Regions from separate parts of the Nothobranchius furzeri genome. Here region 1 is linked to region 2. The links are chromatin contacts, called in public Micro-C maps. All regions are on one chromosome and are shown on one strand. Each heading gives the region's core, a stretch centred on a gene start, on an enhancer-like site or on the middle of the called end of the contact. The rest is flanking DNA. Distances are from core to core; before and after follow the strand shown. Region 1 holds the start of nrn1a (neuritin 1a). Region 2 holds the start of ppp1r3g (protein phosphatase 1 regulatory subunit 3G).

The links. A called contact is a pair of places that touch in the nucleus more often than the background predicts.
Region 1: a contact with region 2 is called in a Micro-C map of tail fin, with 3 times the contacts expected there. The contact joins the promoter of nrn1a here to the promoter of ppp1r3g in region 2. A contact is called at or near these places in 2 of 2 Hi-C or Micro-C datasets (skeletal muscle and tail fin).

The regions. Positions count from the first base shown.
Region 1 is chr7:64,023,454-64,030,952 of NfurGRZ-RIMD1, reverse strand. nrn1a (neuritin 1a) reads left to right here and starts at 5,146. Exons shown (of 3, transcript XM_015974710.3): 1 at 5,146-5,583. The coding sequence starts at 5,529. LOC139070688 (a long non-coding RNA gene) reads right to left here. Exons shown (of 2, transcript XR_011521169.1): 2 at 5,381-7,499.
Region 2 is chr7:63,842,981-63,850,614 of NfurGRZ-RIMD1, reverse strand. ppp1r3g (protein phosphatase 1 regulatory subunit 3G) reads right to left here and starts at 1,533. Exons shown (of 1, transcript XM_015955623.3): 1 at 108-1,533. The coding sequence starts at 1,499. The coding sequence ends at 711. cyb5a (cytochrome b5 type A (microsomal)) reads right to left here. Exons shown (of 5, transcript XM_015955622.3): 1 at 7,452-7,634; 2 at 5,518-5,646; 3 at 5,408-5,437; 4 at 5,300-5,334; 5 at 3,934-4,834. The coding sequence starts at 7,589. The coding sequence ends at 4,750.

The DNA of each region.
Region 1 (7,499 bases), core at 3,897-6,396, 180 kb before region 2:
CATCAACCAATAGATGAACTGTAAAGCGGTCCTTTGGGGTCAGGGTCAAACACTCTGAAAGGTCAAAGGTCAGTTCTCTCGTGTGTGTAGGAGTCATGAATCAACAGAATTCAGTAAATCAACTGAATAAAGAAACCCACTGGTTCTGGTTCTGCTGCTGAAGGACGAGCAGCTCAAATCAAAGAGAGCACACACGGCAAGTCTATCCATCCGTGGTGCCCGTGGTCATCGGGGCAGAAACCCCCACACTGGAGGAGTGGTTATCCCAGAAAAAAACATATGATATATATAACACAATGGTTCTCCCACTTAGAAGATGAGACCTGTAGACCTGTAGACATGTAGACCTGTAGACCTGTAGGCCTGTAGACCTGTAGACCTGTAGACATGTAGACCTGTAGACCTGTAGGCCTGTAGACCTGTAGACATGTAGACCTGTAGACATGTAGACATGTAGACCTGTAGACATGTAGACCTGTAGACCTGTAGGCCTGTAGACCTGTAGACCTGTAGGCCTGTAGACATGTAGGCCTGTAGACATGTAGACCTGTAGACATGTAGACCTGTAGACCTGTAGACCTGTAGACCTGTAGACCTGTAGGCCTGTAGACATGTAGACATGTAGACATGTAGACATGTAGACCTGTAGACATGTAGACCTGTAGACCTGTAGGCCTGTAGACCTGTAGACCTGTAGGCCTGTAGACATGTAGGCCTGTAGACATGTAGACATGTAGACCTGTAGACATGTAGACCTGTAGACCTGTAGGCCTGTAGACCTGTAGACCTGTAGGCCTGTAGACATGTAGGCCTGTAGACATGTAGACCTGTAGACATGTAGACCTGTAGACATGTAGACCTGTAGGCCTGTAGACATGTAGGCCTGTAGACATGTAGACCTGTAGACCTGTAGACCTGTAGACATGTAGACCTGTAGACCTGTAGACATGTAGACCTGTAGACCTGTAGACAGGTAGACCTGTAGACCTGTAGACATGTAGACCTGTAGACCTGTAGACCTGTAGACCTGTAGACATGTAGACCTGTAGACATGTAGACCTGTAGACCTGTAGACAGGTAGACCTGTAGACCTGTAGACATGTAGACCTGTAGACCTGTAGACATGTAGACCTGTAGACATGTAGACCTGTAGACAGGTAGACCTGTAGACCTGTAGACATGTAGACCTGTAGACATGTAGACCTGTAGACCTGTAGACATGTAATTCCCATGTCAGGTCTACAGGTCTGCTTCATCTATGAGAGACTAAAAGAGAAAAAGAAAATTACTCTGTCTGATTTTGATTTGGTGGAAAATAAGTTTTAGTCAATAATGAAAGTCCATCTCCTTACGTCGTTACATGCTAGGGATGCTCAGTACCCCTTCTGGTACCGGTAAAAGTTAACCGATGATGATGCAGTTGCCTGAAAATGGCTTCTCTGTAGTTTCTGCTCGCCTAATATTTTTGTTTATTTTTATCTATCTCAGTCTTTTGCTGTTGAAAGCAGAGAAGAAACTAAAACGTGTATTCCAGTTCCTGGCACGTTGTGTGGTAGAAGTATCGGCGAGTATTCCGATCCAAGTATCGGTCTGGAGTAAAGCGGTATCGTTACTCCCCCATACGGCTTCGTTGGCAATGACAGGTCAGAGGTTTCATTTAAGTCTTCAGAAGGGTTTCACTCCTGCACGCTCTCCTCCACCGCCGCGATGTCGCTGGCCGTTAGCTCCCTCCAGAGATCTCCTATGGGGTTCAGATCCGGAGGTCGGCTAGGCCTCTCCAGGGCCTCTTTCACCAAACGTTTGTAGAAACATTCCTAAAATCCTTCCCTCCAACAAAATCTAGAACCTTTGTACGAACGGTCAAAATCACGGTTCATGAGACACGCTCGTTCCTCCGCACTCGTCTGATGACGAGTCCCACCTGTGCTACCCAGGTGCTCGTGTCCCTTCTCAGTCATCTACAAACAGAAACGCCCTCATTTAACCATATTTGGTCGTGCTGCATCCTGAGCTCGTGAGTGGGTTCCTGCGTTCTACCCAGAAAACAGAAAACGTTGTGAGGAGGAGACGCTGGCTGCTGAAGCTCAGAAGAACCAAACGAGTGTCGGAGGTGATGAACACGGTCGGGACAGAGGAGAGCTTCCTGTCAGGAATAAAGAAAAACTTGTCTGAGTGCAGCCTCTCGCTGTCATTCAGTCTGGTTACCGTGGCAACGCGTGTGTGTGATGGGGAGCAGAGGAGGTTCTGGGGGTTCTCCTGGTCATACAACAGAACATGGAGCAGAATCGGATCTGTCGCTCCACAACGATCCCACTTCCCAGCATGGCTCCAGACGGATCTGCCGTCAGCGCTCACGGAGACGCGTTTCCTCCTGAGCAGCTCCGGCAGGTCCTTCATAAGAACATAGAAAGGTTCTTTTATCTAACGCGTCTGAGGCAGAAGCACGAGGAGTTTCACGAGGACACAAATATAACGGAAGAAAATAAAATTTACATCAACGATTAAGAACTTCACAAAAGCAGGAAGAGAAAAAATGTGATTACAACATTCCTGAAAGCCAGATTCCCGTTGTTTAGCTCCGGTCATGTGACTCAGCTGTTTATCCACCATGATATTTATTCACTGGGTCAAATAATTAGTGGATGAGGAACATGAAGACTGAGACCTTTGGTGTTCCTGTGGTTCCCCGTCCTACCACTAGATGTTCCTCCACATGGTCTGGAGTTTCTGATGTTTAGGAGCATTTCCACACACACACACACGTGTGTGTTAGACCTACACACACGTCTGTGTGTGAGCACGGCTGGCACATGAGGACCAGGACCTTCAAATGCTTCTGATGAAGCCACTCCTGCCTTACCCCGGCGTGTATTTGAGATCGTTGCTTTCCTTCTCCTCCAAACACGACGAGTAGTTTTTAACCAGAAAGTTCTATTTTGGTTTCATCTCAATCAATCAAATTTTATTTCTAAAGCGCTTTTCAAACAAAGTGTGATTCAAAGTGCTTTACAAAATGACCCCAGATTCCCATAACAGGTTAAAAACATTTACAAACATATGCAAGCACACACACACACACACACACACACACACAAGTAAAAATTATATTAGGCTGAGTCCAGATGAGCCAAGTATGGTAACGCAAGGAAACGCCATCAGAGGAGCCGTCTGCCCCGGCAGCATCAGGTCTTCCACACTAAGTCAGGGCGCTCATTGGAGGGGGGGCATAGACCCCCACCCATAGAGCGCCCCGGAAGCTACAGTCGACCACCGCTCCCGGGGCAGAGGGCCCCCACAGAGGAAACACTGGATTAAAATGAGTAAAAATGTAATAAAAGAGCTAATATAAATGACAAAAATTAGAAAATAATAAATAAAATGATATAAACAGTAAAATAATAATTTAATAATAAAACTGCAAAAATTTAATTATATAGAACATGCAAAGCAAGCAATAAAATATAATCAAAACGAGAAATAAAACTGTAGAAAATATTTAGATAAAAGCTAACCTAAAAAGATGGGTCTTGAGTCTTGACTTAAAAACATGACCAACACTCCTCTTCTGGATCATCCAGAAGCTCTCCAGCATCTTCAGACGGGCCTGCAGGTGTCCTGGCTTAAGCAGGGGGACACATCCCAGGTGGAGGTGTGTGTTGGTGCCAGCTCTCTGCAGCTCACTCACCAGATGTCGTTCTGGGAGTTCTGCTCACAGTTCTTGTGATCATTCTGACCCGCAGGGTGAGCTCCTGTGTGGAAGATCAGCGGTCTTGGATGTCTCCTACAGGTGATTTCTTCAAGCTGCTAGGCACCTGTTGCAGGTTCAGTCTTCCCAGCCTGGTCCAGGTCCACAGCTTCGTTTCTGGGGTCCTGACATCTCCTTGGTCTTGGGTTAGTGGAGTGTGACTGTCTGAGGTTGTGGCAGGTGCCTTCTACACTGGTAACCAGTTCAACAGGTGTCATTAGCACAGGTAACGAGTGGCGGGGAGAGCAGCCTCTTACAGAAGACAGGTGTGTGAGAGCAGAAACATCGGAAGACCAAACACTTGTTTAAAAATCAGACAGTGTGAGTTCCTGGATTTTTTTTCTCATTTAGTCCGTCACAGGTGAGGTTTACCTGTGACGGACTTACACACCAGCCCGCCATACCGTAGTTATAACAAACGGATCCCAGTGGAGGTTACTTTTATTCTTCTCCAGCCTCTCTGTCTGATTCAGAGCCAACAGCAGCTCCTCGTCATCACCAGCAGGGGGCAGCAACGACCACGAGACCATGTGGGCCAGGAGGTGCGCGTGTCCAGCTCCGAGCTGGCTCCTGATTGGTCAGAACGTGTTTAACGAAGTCAGGAAACAAGGTCAAACAAAACCGTGTGTGTGTGTGTGTGTGTGTGTGTGTGTGTGTGTGTGTGTGTGTGTTCTTGTACTTACTAAATGCTGAGGACCATTATGAGGCTTTAACCAATAGAGTGAGGACATTTTTCTGGTCCTTTCTTTTTTAAATGTAGTTTTAGAGCTTCGGTGTGAATTAAGTTCAGTTCAGTTCGGGTTGGTTCTGGTTCTGGTTCTGGTTAGGCTAATGGAGTCCCAAAAATGAATATAAGTCAATGGAGGGTCCACACAAGGAGACGTGTGTGTGTGTGTGTTTGTGTGTGTGTGTGTGTGTGTGCGTGTATGTGTGTGTGTGTGTGTGCACGTGTGCGTGTGCATTGCCCAAGGACAGAATGACTGATCAGCATGGAGCCGTATTCTAACCGACAACCCACCCATCTGCAGCCAGAGGCGGATTTTATTGATTCAGACACAAAAAAATCAAATATTTTTACTTTTCCTGATGTCGTTTGCATGAATGAGTGAAACCAGCTAAATCTGAATTCCGGGATAAAGTTTCCACTTTGACACCTTTGTGTTTTAAACCTGAACAACATGATGTCACTTAGAAAACAGGAAGTGCTGCAGAGGAATAAACTAACCAATCAGAGAGCAGCCTGGGACCATTCCAACCAAATGATAAAACAATTTTTTTTATTTCTTTTGTCCTAATTTAGCAGGAATTAAATGACTTTACCTTCTCCTGTATTTAACTTTGTAACATTTTAGAGCCGAAAACCTTCAGAATGATTTTATTTCTGACCATAAAAATAAACATTTAATTAAATCAGAACATGAATCAGAATTTGACTCATTTTCTATTTTTGCCTGAAAAGCTTTGTGAACAGATGAGATCCGACCAGGATGACAGTGATGGAGAGATGGAGGGATGGAGGGATGGAGGAGGAGGAGCTTTCTCTCACTCTTTGCTTTGGGTCGGGACGCGTAAAACGGAGTGAGCGCGCAGCGCAGCAGCAGAGAGGGAGAGCAGACGCTCCGGTCAACACTTAAAGACGAGGAGGAGGAAGAGGAGCAGCAGGCGGAGGTCTCCGCCGGACCGGATGAAGCTGTTGGCGGCTTTTTGCGGGGAATGTGCAGCTCCTCCTCCGCGGCTCCAACTTAGTGACTCTGGTGTCTGATGGTGAGAGCGGACTCGGAGGATGGGAGTAACCTGGTCCTCCAGATGCCTCGCTCTCCTCCTCGCGCTCCACCTAGGTGAGGATGCTTCCTGTCAGTTTCAGGACGAACTTCAGATTCGTTTTTTAGTCTGCTGGATTAGAATCCGATTATAATCTGAGCGTCTCTCACCGTGAAACGCCTTCCTGTGACTTCTGCACAACTCATTTATCCTAAAATTACTTTATGCTGTTTTGGGTTTTTGAAGCCGCGGACACGCGTGAGCTGCGGACGGGGCTTCACTTCACATTCAGAGCGCGCGCGTGCGTGCGTTAACGGGGGAATGCCCCCCTCCCCGCCCCCGGTTGTCCCGCGCTGAGGACATTTGCTGCATCTCCTCCACCTGCAGGACGCTTTTGATGAAAGTCGTTCAGACACACTTCGGATCGGCTCCGTGGACCGGGTCCGGTTCGGCTGAGGCCCGCAGGAGATACCGACAACGAAACTATAAATAAAAACCCATCAGGAACTAAACGGGTCCGAGAACCGGTTATTAGTCGGTGTTCAGAGGCTCCATCCCGCCGCAGAGCGTCACGCCCCGCAGCGTCCGGAAAAAACATGTTTTTATTTACACATTTAAATCTTTTCTGCACTAATTAGATAAACAAATAAACAAATAAAATGTATTTATTACAGTCTGCGCGCGCTGGCGGATCACGTGCAAAAAACACTCATTTTCTTTCGTCTCTATTATCGGAGGTGTGAACGCCTGCTTCCGGGCCTCCTGGTTCGGTTCGTTTGCAGGAAATACCCCGCTCCCTGTGCCCGGGATGCGTCTAGTTGCTGCAGATGAGCTCCGAAAAATGGAGCTGATTGTTGTTTTTTTCTGCTGCTGCGTTGCATAACGGAGCTGTGGAGGAGGGCTGTGTGTGTGTGTGCGTGTGTGTGTGCGTGCGTGTGTGTGTGTGTGTGTGTGTGTGTGTGGCAGAGGAATGCTGAATTATTCAGGACACACAATCCTTCTCGGGTCTTTTGTTCCGGAGGTTTCATGTTTCAGGAAGAAAATTCTAACTTGTTTAATTTTAATAATAAAACGAGCAGCTGAATTATTTGCGGACTAATCGAATAGAATATTAATCGTTCTGGATTTCCAGAGTTCTCGGGTTATTTTGGGTTTTTGGAGCGGAATCCTGTCCCGTGCACGCGCGCGCGTGTGCCAACTGAATCCCTGCAGTGATTGGTCTAAGGTTTGGCGCGCCGCTGCAGCAGAGTCACACCTTGAGACAGAATCAGGTTAAATCTTTTGAGGTTTTATGTCTGAGCCCAGATCAGAGACGTTAAACATTTGCTTCAGCTCACGCGCGGCGATTACGTCATGGTTTGATTTTCAGCAGAACTGCGGATTTTTTATGCGTCATTTTTGTGGCTTTTTGCGGTTTTTCTAAAATTGTACGCACAAAAGATAAAAATGGCCTCATGTGTTTGGTGGGTGTGTCTGCGTGAAGCACGCTGCTTCTGCGTTCACACACTGCAGGTAACAGTGTGTGTGTGTGTGTGTGTGTGTGTGTGTGTGTGTGTGTGTGTGTGTGTGTGTGTGTGTGTGTGTGTGTGTGTAGGTGGGGTGAATGAGTGCTTGATAGGAGGCGTGAACGAAAATAAAAGAGAAAAAACTTGTGCGCGCGCCAGTCCTGGTTTGACTCCTGAAAAATAAAAACAGATTATAATAAAAAGCAGAAAACTGGAGTTTTTTTTAACAAAGATGAACGAATCAAAAATAAAATGAAAAGATTTTTACTTTTAAACGATAAAACGTTATTTTTAAATTTGGTGCAAACATGAAACCTGCATAAAAATCTCCTGATGACGCATCAAAGCGCAGAAAATCAACCAAAAATCTAAAAGTGAATTTTTTCGTTTGGACTAAAAATAGATGCTTATTAATAATGAATGAAAAGCTGCAGAAACTGGTTCATTTCAATAAAACCAAAATAATTCTAATGCATTCATGAGGTTAA
Region 2 (7,634 bases), core at 284-2,783:
CAACATATCTGGTATGGAGTGGGCGGGGCCTCATGGAACAAAATAAAACTATGAGAAAGAAGTGAAACGCAGTAAAAGTTTTTAAAATAAAGACTCAAACAGCTGTGGATTTTAGGAAGTTAGAGCTGATTTAATACAGCAGCAACACTTTGGTCTTCATTCAGACGATCCATTAGCTAGCTAGAATTAGCTGTTATCTTGGACTACCCATTAACTTAAATAGCTGCTATCTAGGATTAGCTGTTAGCTTGGACTACCCATTAGCTTAAATAGCGGCTAGCTAGGATTAGCTGTTGTCTCGTTGGCTCTAAGAAATTATCTAGAACTGATTTATTTGTAACTTTCACACAGAAGCAGAAAAACACGACTGAAAATCCCTTAAACATTTATTGAGCTACAGGTTTGATTCCACTTTCGCTCATGTGAGGTTCATCGTCCATTTAATTACTGGCTGGGAGCTAATAGCGCGAGGCGGCCATGTTGGATTCTAAAGAAACTTTTTGTCCCCCCTGACTCGCTGTAGAGACTTTAATCATTAAAAAGTGATAAAAACCTTTAGGATTTGATTATTTTTCTACATTTGTGGATTAACTGATCCAGCAGAACATCCTGCTGTAGGGGTTCGGATCAGAAGCTGACCCAGATGTTTGTTCTGGTCAGTTTACAGCCACTGACGGGTTCGGTGTCTCTGGTGGACCGGTCCTTCGGGTTCAGGTGGCGTGGAGAACGGAGCTGACGAAGCCGTGGTCCGGCATGCTCCGGTACCGGAGCGTGTAGTTCTGACCCAGGTTGTTGTCCCAGAACTCGCCCTGGTCGCTCCGCAGGAAAACGGCGAAGTGGACGGCCGAACTCGGGTCCATGAACGGTGGGGTGTACACGGTGAAGGAGAACCGAGCCTCGGATCCCGGCTCTTCCACCGGCGACACCGGCAGGGCTTGCGCGTCCACGTGCGAAAGCCAGTCGTTAAAGGTGTACCGGATCCCGACCTCCCGGACCTTGCAGCCTCTCCGGACCCGGATCTGCCCCCGAACCTCGAACTGCGTAATGGAGACCTGCTCCAGGCAGACCCGCAGCTCCTGGACCCTGCGGTCCGCGTCCCGGAGCTCCGGGAAGCAGGCCACCAGCCGGTCCATGTCCAGACTGGACCTGAAGTTCTGACACAGGTCCCCCAGGACGTCCTGCTGCGGGGGAAAGCTCTTGTACCGGGACAGGACCTTGGTGGGGATCTGCGGCTCCTCTTGGGAGCTGAAGTGTTTCACGCTGGTCAGGGTCAGACCCATGGAGTCCGCGAACTTTACCCGCTTCCTGCCCGAGTCCGGGTCCAGGAGCGCGGCCGGGTAGGCCGGCAGGGACCGGGCTCTCCTCCGGTCCCTCATGAACCGCTCCAGGTGGGACGCGTCCAGCTCGTCGTCCAGGTCCCCCTCCCCCTCCTCCTCACTGTCCAGACCGTTCTGCACGGACCGAACCGGACCGCGGATCAGTGGAGGTGAACGGGACATGAGTGCGCAGAGTCCAGAGGGACGTGGACTTCTATAGGGACCCCAGCCCCCCCCCCCCCCCCCCCCCCCCCCCCACTCCCCCCTTCTGTGTGCCTGGACCACACACACACACACACACACACACACACACACACACGTTGATGACGTCACCCAACGGTAGCCCATAAACACAGAAAGTTAAAATGAGGCAGAAAAATTAGATTTTAGTCCGTTTTCAGGTCAGTGACGTCAGTAACCTCTGATTGGTTTAGTTTGTGTTTCTCATTTAAACAGAAACGTTTTAAATCAACACACAACTCTTGAGTTGATAAAACTTCCCCCCTCAGGTTTTGTTGTTACGTAACACGTCCGGCACGTGACGTGCGTCAAAACAGGCAAAGTAACAAACACAGCGTCACCAGTGCCAGCCTCGTGACGTCACGTTTCAGCTGATAACAGGATTTCACCATCATCATCATCCACCTTTATTCCAGCAGAGCTGAAGTCCAAATCATAATAAAACAAAGATAACCTCAGTTTGTCTTAGTTTATTTAAATGTTTATGGTTTTATTTTTTATTATAAAAGTCAGAAAAAGTTTACTTATACTAACACAACCGGAAGTGAGTGATAAACATCAGAGAACAGAAAAGCACCGGTGTGTGTGCTAACTACCATAAGCGACATATCCTTTCCCTTCATCGCGGTTTTGTTTGGAATAACCAGAATGTAGCTGAAGTAAGTCAGACCAGTTATGTTTAAACAGAATGTAAAAAAACTTAATGTTAAGAGATGATATGAATAATCTTGGGTGTATTTTTTATTTTAATTTAGTTTTTTCTGTATTGATCATCAGCAATGATCAATAACTAATGTTCTGAAACTGCATTCAAGGATTGTTGATTAGTGGCAGCGGTCTTCATCTTTGTTAGTGAGAATATCTACGCTTTGCTAATGGTGTGAATGGGGCAGATTTCTTCTATCTGCTCCTAAAGTAAGTTTTATTCGTTCTTTTTTATTATTGTGTAAAGTTACTATGTTTTAAAATTAAATGAATAAATATCTACATATAATCTTTTGGTGGAGGAGGGTGTATTATTGTTAAAGCAGTTGTTTAACCAGGAAGGAGACATTATAACTGATTCATTTCTGAAGAAAACATCCCAGTTACTCCTGATGCAGTCCCAGCTGTAGGTCCGTTATCCTGTATTCTCCAAGTTAATTATAGGAAACATCCCTTTATAGGTGTTAAAACTAACAACAGAGAGATACTGTGTGTGTGTGCGTGTGTGTGTGTGTGTGTGTGTGTGTGTGTGTGTGTGTGTGTGTGTGTGTGTGTGTGTGTGTGTGTGTGTGTGTGTGTGGTTTTCCTGTGTTTAGGATGATTTTCCTTGTATGTGTTCAGAGTTACTCTCCACCTTCCCTCCGCTCCTCACTCACCCACCTGTGTCCCATGAACTCACCTCCTCCATGATTTAAGCCAGCAGGTTTCATTCGTCCTTGTTGGATCTTCCCGTCATCGTGACCATCCTGATCCCTCGTCCTGTTTCTGTCTGATTTCACGCTTTTGAATCTTTACTTTATTAAATATGGTTGAGTTTACCTGCTTGCCCTCTGGAGGTCTCACCTGCACCTTGACCCCTACAGCCATACATGACACAAATGTTCCAACCATCAGACACGTGAAAGGCTCAGAAGATTCAGACGCCGAGGTTTGATCTGTCAGCACGATGAAAACAAGGACCTAACCCTTTAAAAGTGTTGTAGTTTTCGGTTTTGGCCACTAGATGGCGGAAAATCTTTATTATTCATGTTTTATATTTATATTTTGTTTTCTGCTCAAAACGCTCTAAAAGATGATAAAACACGTTTATTATAGGGATGCGACTAAACATTAAAGTGTAAGTGTGCTGCATGTGGCAGGAAATGACAATAAATTCATGTTTTGACTCAAATATTTGATCTACAAGTTTTTTTTATAGCCTGGCAAGCTATTCTGTAGAGCCCAGTTATTTAGCTTCAGCCAATAGCAGTCCAGATTCTAGATTAGATTTGTTTTAAAAGCATTTAGCTTTTCTCTAACTGGTGTTTTGTTATTGTGGGTTCATCTGAGGGAATGCAGTTGAAAACAGTTTTGATGTTTAACGGAAATGTCTACGTTTTATTTCCATTTACTCATGATACAAACAAGTTTCAGACATTTTAAACACAATGTCACGTTTCGTCTCACTGAATGATTCTTAATCCCAACTGGATCCCAGCTGATCTCTGGTAATCCTATCTGAGAGGATTCCCGGGGACTCCGCAGGGTGCTGGATCAGGGTGGTTTCCTTCTCCACCTGCATCCGTTACAGATCCAATCTAAAATGTTCCTTGTTTCAATATTTCTGATGAAGAAAAAATGCAAAGATGTGCAGGTCACATGACCACAGCAAAGCAAAGAAGCAGCACCAAACTCTGGTAGGAATCACCTTTATTGCATTGAAAGCAGCTGTTTAGGTTCTGGTCACCATCAGAATCTGGTCTGGGGTTCTGCACGCATCAGGACATCCCAGAAGCTCACTTTTAGTTCCTGCTGCAGCGCTCAGACATCCGGACCATGGCTCAGACTCGGGAGGTTTCACTACAGTTGGGTTTTATCGGGCTCAGCTGATCCGGGTTCCTGCTGAGTACAGAACCTTTTCTGACTTTCATGGAGAATTTCTAACAGCCTGTAAAGGTTTTAGTGTTTCTTCTTTGCTTCACTTCACGTTTTATTTGTGAACTAAAAGATTTTCCTGTTTTCAACTGATTGAAACAATCAAAGCTGTAATGAGTCGGACCAATCAGCTGCTGTTCGTGACGGGTTTGGGTTCTGGTCACATCTGATCTGAGATCTGCAGCATCGACCGGCGTGAAGCTCACTGCAGACGTCCGTTAGCTCGTTAGCTCGTTAGCTGCTCACTCAAACAGAAAACCTGTTCACATTCAGGTCCAAAGATATAAAAACACGTCTGATCAAAACCCAGAACATCTCTGCAGAACAGAAACGTTTACAAACCTGAATATTCAATGACTTCATTACAATAATGCCTCGTGATTGGTCGCTTAAACGGAGGGAAATGTATTCTGGGAATTTCAGCCTAGAGGTGCTGATCCTAGAACAGAGTTTAACGTCACACGGTCGGTTGTCCGAAGCAGGAATTCTGCTCTAGAAACACAGCTCTACGCTGGGAGGAGTCACAGCATCGCTGTCGCAGGGTGATGACATCACACCGGCCGGGCCATTTAAGTCACTCGCTCTCTGATGTAAAGACACGGTAAACCAGCGTTACGATGGCAGCTGCCAGGGCGGGAATGACCAGGTTGGACCACCAGCTGCAGGACAGAGGCACACAGTTAACCAGCTAGTTAACCAGTAAACAGCTAACCAATCATACATGTAAGAATATGGATTTAAAATATCTATCAATAAATAACTACCTGTGGGTAGTGACACATAATAGTTAGCTGGTTAATTAATGAACCCACTGAGCCGCTGGTTTATTATTAAAACAAATAGAAGTATGAAGAATACAAAGCCAGAAAACCCAGAACTAACTAACTAACTAACTAACTAACTAACTAACTAACTAACGCAACAAAAATGACCAGTAACAATAACAACCCGCTGGTTAACTAGTTACTATTAACCCACTGAAATAACTTAAACCCAAAAAAAAACCAGCTGGTTAAATTTTTAACTCATTAAACTTCGACAGTTAACCCGGTGTGTGTGTGTGTGTGTGTGTGTGTGTGTGTGTGTGTGTGTGTGTGTGTGTGTGTGTGTGTGTGTGTGTGTACCTGGACTCCTCCTTCAGCGTGGTAACCAGCGTTTCCTAGGAAACACAAACACGATGAGAATCCCTCCTAAACCCGAGTTTCCTACATTTCCCATAATGCCCCACTCACCACAGGTTTGGCGATCTTGTGCCGGTCATCCTGCAGACGGACACAAACACATTAGCGTCCGAGTGAGGGTGTGGCTATAGACCTGTGGAGGTTCTGATTCTGGTACTGACCGGGTGCAGCTCTCCGATCACCATGCTGGCGGCCATCTCTCTGGCGTCTGACGAGTGGCCGACATCCTCGAAGCTCTCGGTGGCGTTCCCTCCTGCCTGCTCCCTCAGAACCTCCTCACCACCGGGATGCTGAAACAAAAACACTCACTCAGGAGGTTCTGACCCAAAACCCACAAACTGGTACTGCTAGAGTCCTGGTTCAGGCCTCCACCAGAACCACAACCTCCAAACCCTGTAAAATGGTCTTCATCAGAACCAGAACCTAGGGACAGATCAGACCAAGTCCAAAGAAAAAGTCCTTCAGAAGGTCTGCAGAGCTGATCCAGAACCAGAAACGCTGCTGGAGAGGAAAGAGTTCTGGACTGGGTCAGTCTGATTACTGTAACAGAACTTTTCGGACCACGCCCGTGTTTATCCCGGTCTTATCTGTGGTTCTGCCTGATCCAGCTTGCTGATACTCATTAACGTTCTGCAGCAGAATGTCTGAAACTCATCAGAACCGTTCAACTGTCGCTGTACCAGAACCAGGAGTGTTTCTATCGTCAGCCTCAGCCCAACAGTGTGCCTCTTTGCCATCTTCCTCTTTTCTACATCCAAGCATCCCGGACAAGCCCCCAGGTGTGTAGGGGCTTGTTTGAGCGACAGTCGTCGATCCCTGAGAACAGCTAGAACCCGTCAGATACCACGCCTGCAACCTGGCCTCTGTACAGCCAGCGGTTCTGACTTCAGGCTAAAGTCCAGCGGGTTGGGTTTATCAGTGTGTGAAAGGTCCTGCGTGTGTTTACCGGAGAACGAGGAAAACCACAGCTGATCCAGATCTAACGCAATTTTACGGCTCTGGAGGAACTAAAATGTTCTGATTTAAATAAACTGATTTATTCAGAAAAATAAACAAACCAGCTGCTTTTGCCTGGTGGAGGTTCTGGTGCTGATCATCAGCAGAACCTCCATGTTCTCCTGGTTCTAAAGACCTCATCCAAGTCTCAGCCACTACACACATACATGTAAATACAGATAGCCCTGCTGCTGCAAACAGCAACGTTTTATCTGCTTTTCTCATTTCGTTCATATCTGATGTTCTGCAGAGACGCCTGGAACGGAACCATCTGATGGAAATCAGATGGTTCTCAGAACCAAACCGACACGGGACTAAAGCATCAGCTGAAGATCAAACATCAGAATACTCCAACATTATGTACACATGAATATTGTACATATATGCTTTATTCGTGACTTTGGTTTTGGTGCCACATAACATGTAAACTATGATTTCATACATTCCAGTTCATATTGATTATTTCATTAGAGTTTTGATGGTTTATGTGAACACGATGTTTGCATTTGGGGTAGACCGATACGTTGTTATACAGGGCCATCGGCCAATGATTGTCCTTCGTAAAGCTGGTTTAAAGTCAGGCACATCCTCTGGCAGCCCGGCGCTATTGCAGAATTTCACGAAAATGTATTTTTACCGACAACATCTGCATAAAAAGTGCTCTAAATAAACTTTATTTAGGTGTCTGACTTTAATACTGAGCTGAGCACAAACAAGATTCAACAGTTCGTTAAATTCAGGGTTCAAAAACTGATTCATTATGTGCATGAACGGATGTTATTAGTAACATTTCAGCATGAAAATAAGGTGGAAAACGTTTAGATTTCGGCCAAGAAAATCGGCCGCACATATCGGCCGCTGGCTGACCGTGGCTCCTCTGTGTCGGCATGGCTATAGGAAAACCAATACCTGTCGACCTCGAGTTCGCACGTTTTCTTTTTGCATTTATTTAATATACAACAGTAACCCACAGGATGCGCGGGGCCCGGACCCCACACAGCTGTAACGCCTAGCCACGCACCTGTCTGCCTCAAACAGCATCAGGGTAAAAGCTGTGATTGTGAAACCATGAACACTTCCATGCGTAAGATCTGCTCACCTCCTCCAGAAACTTGGTCACATCGTAAACTTTGTTGTGGATGATGATCCACGTAGATTTGAAGGAGTTCTGCGCCTCGATCTCTGACAGCCTGAAGTACTTGACTCCACCAGAGCTCTGCTCTTCCTTGTCACCCATTTGTGTGGTAGGAACGTCGGATGGGTCGGAGGTAAAGTCCCGCTG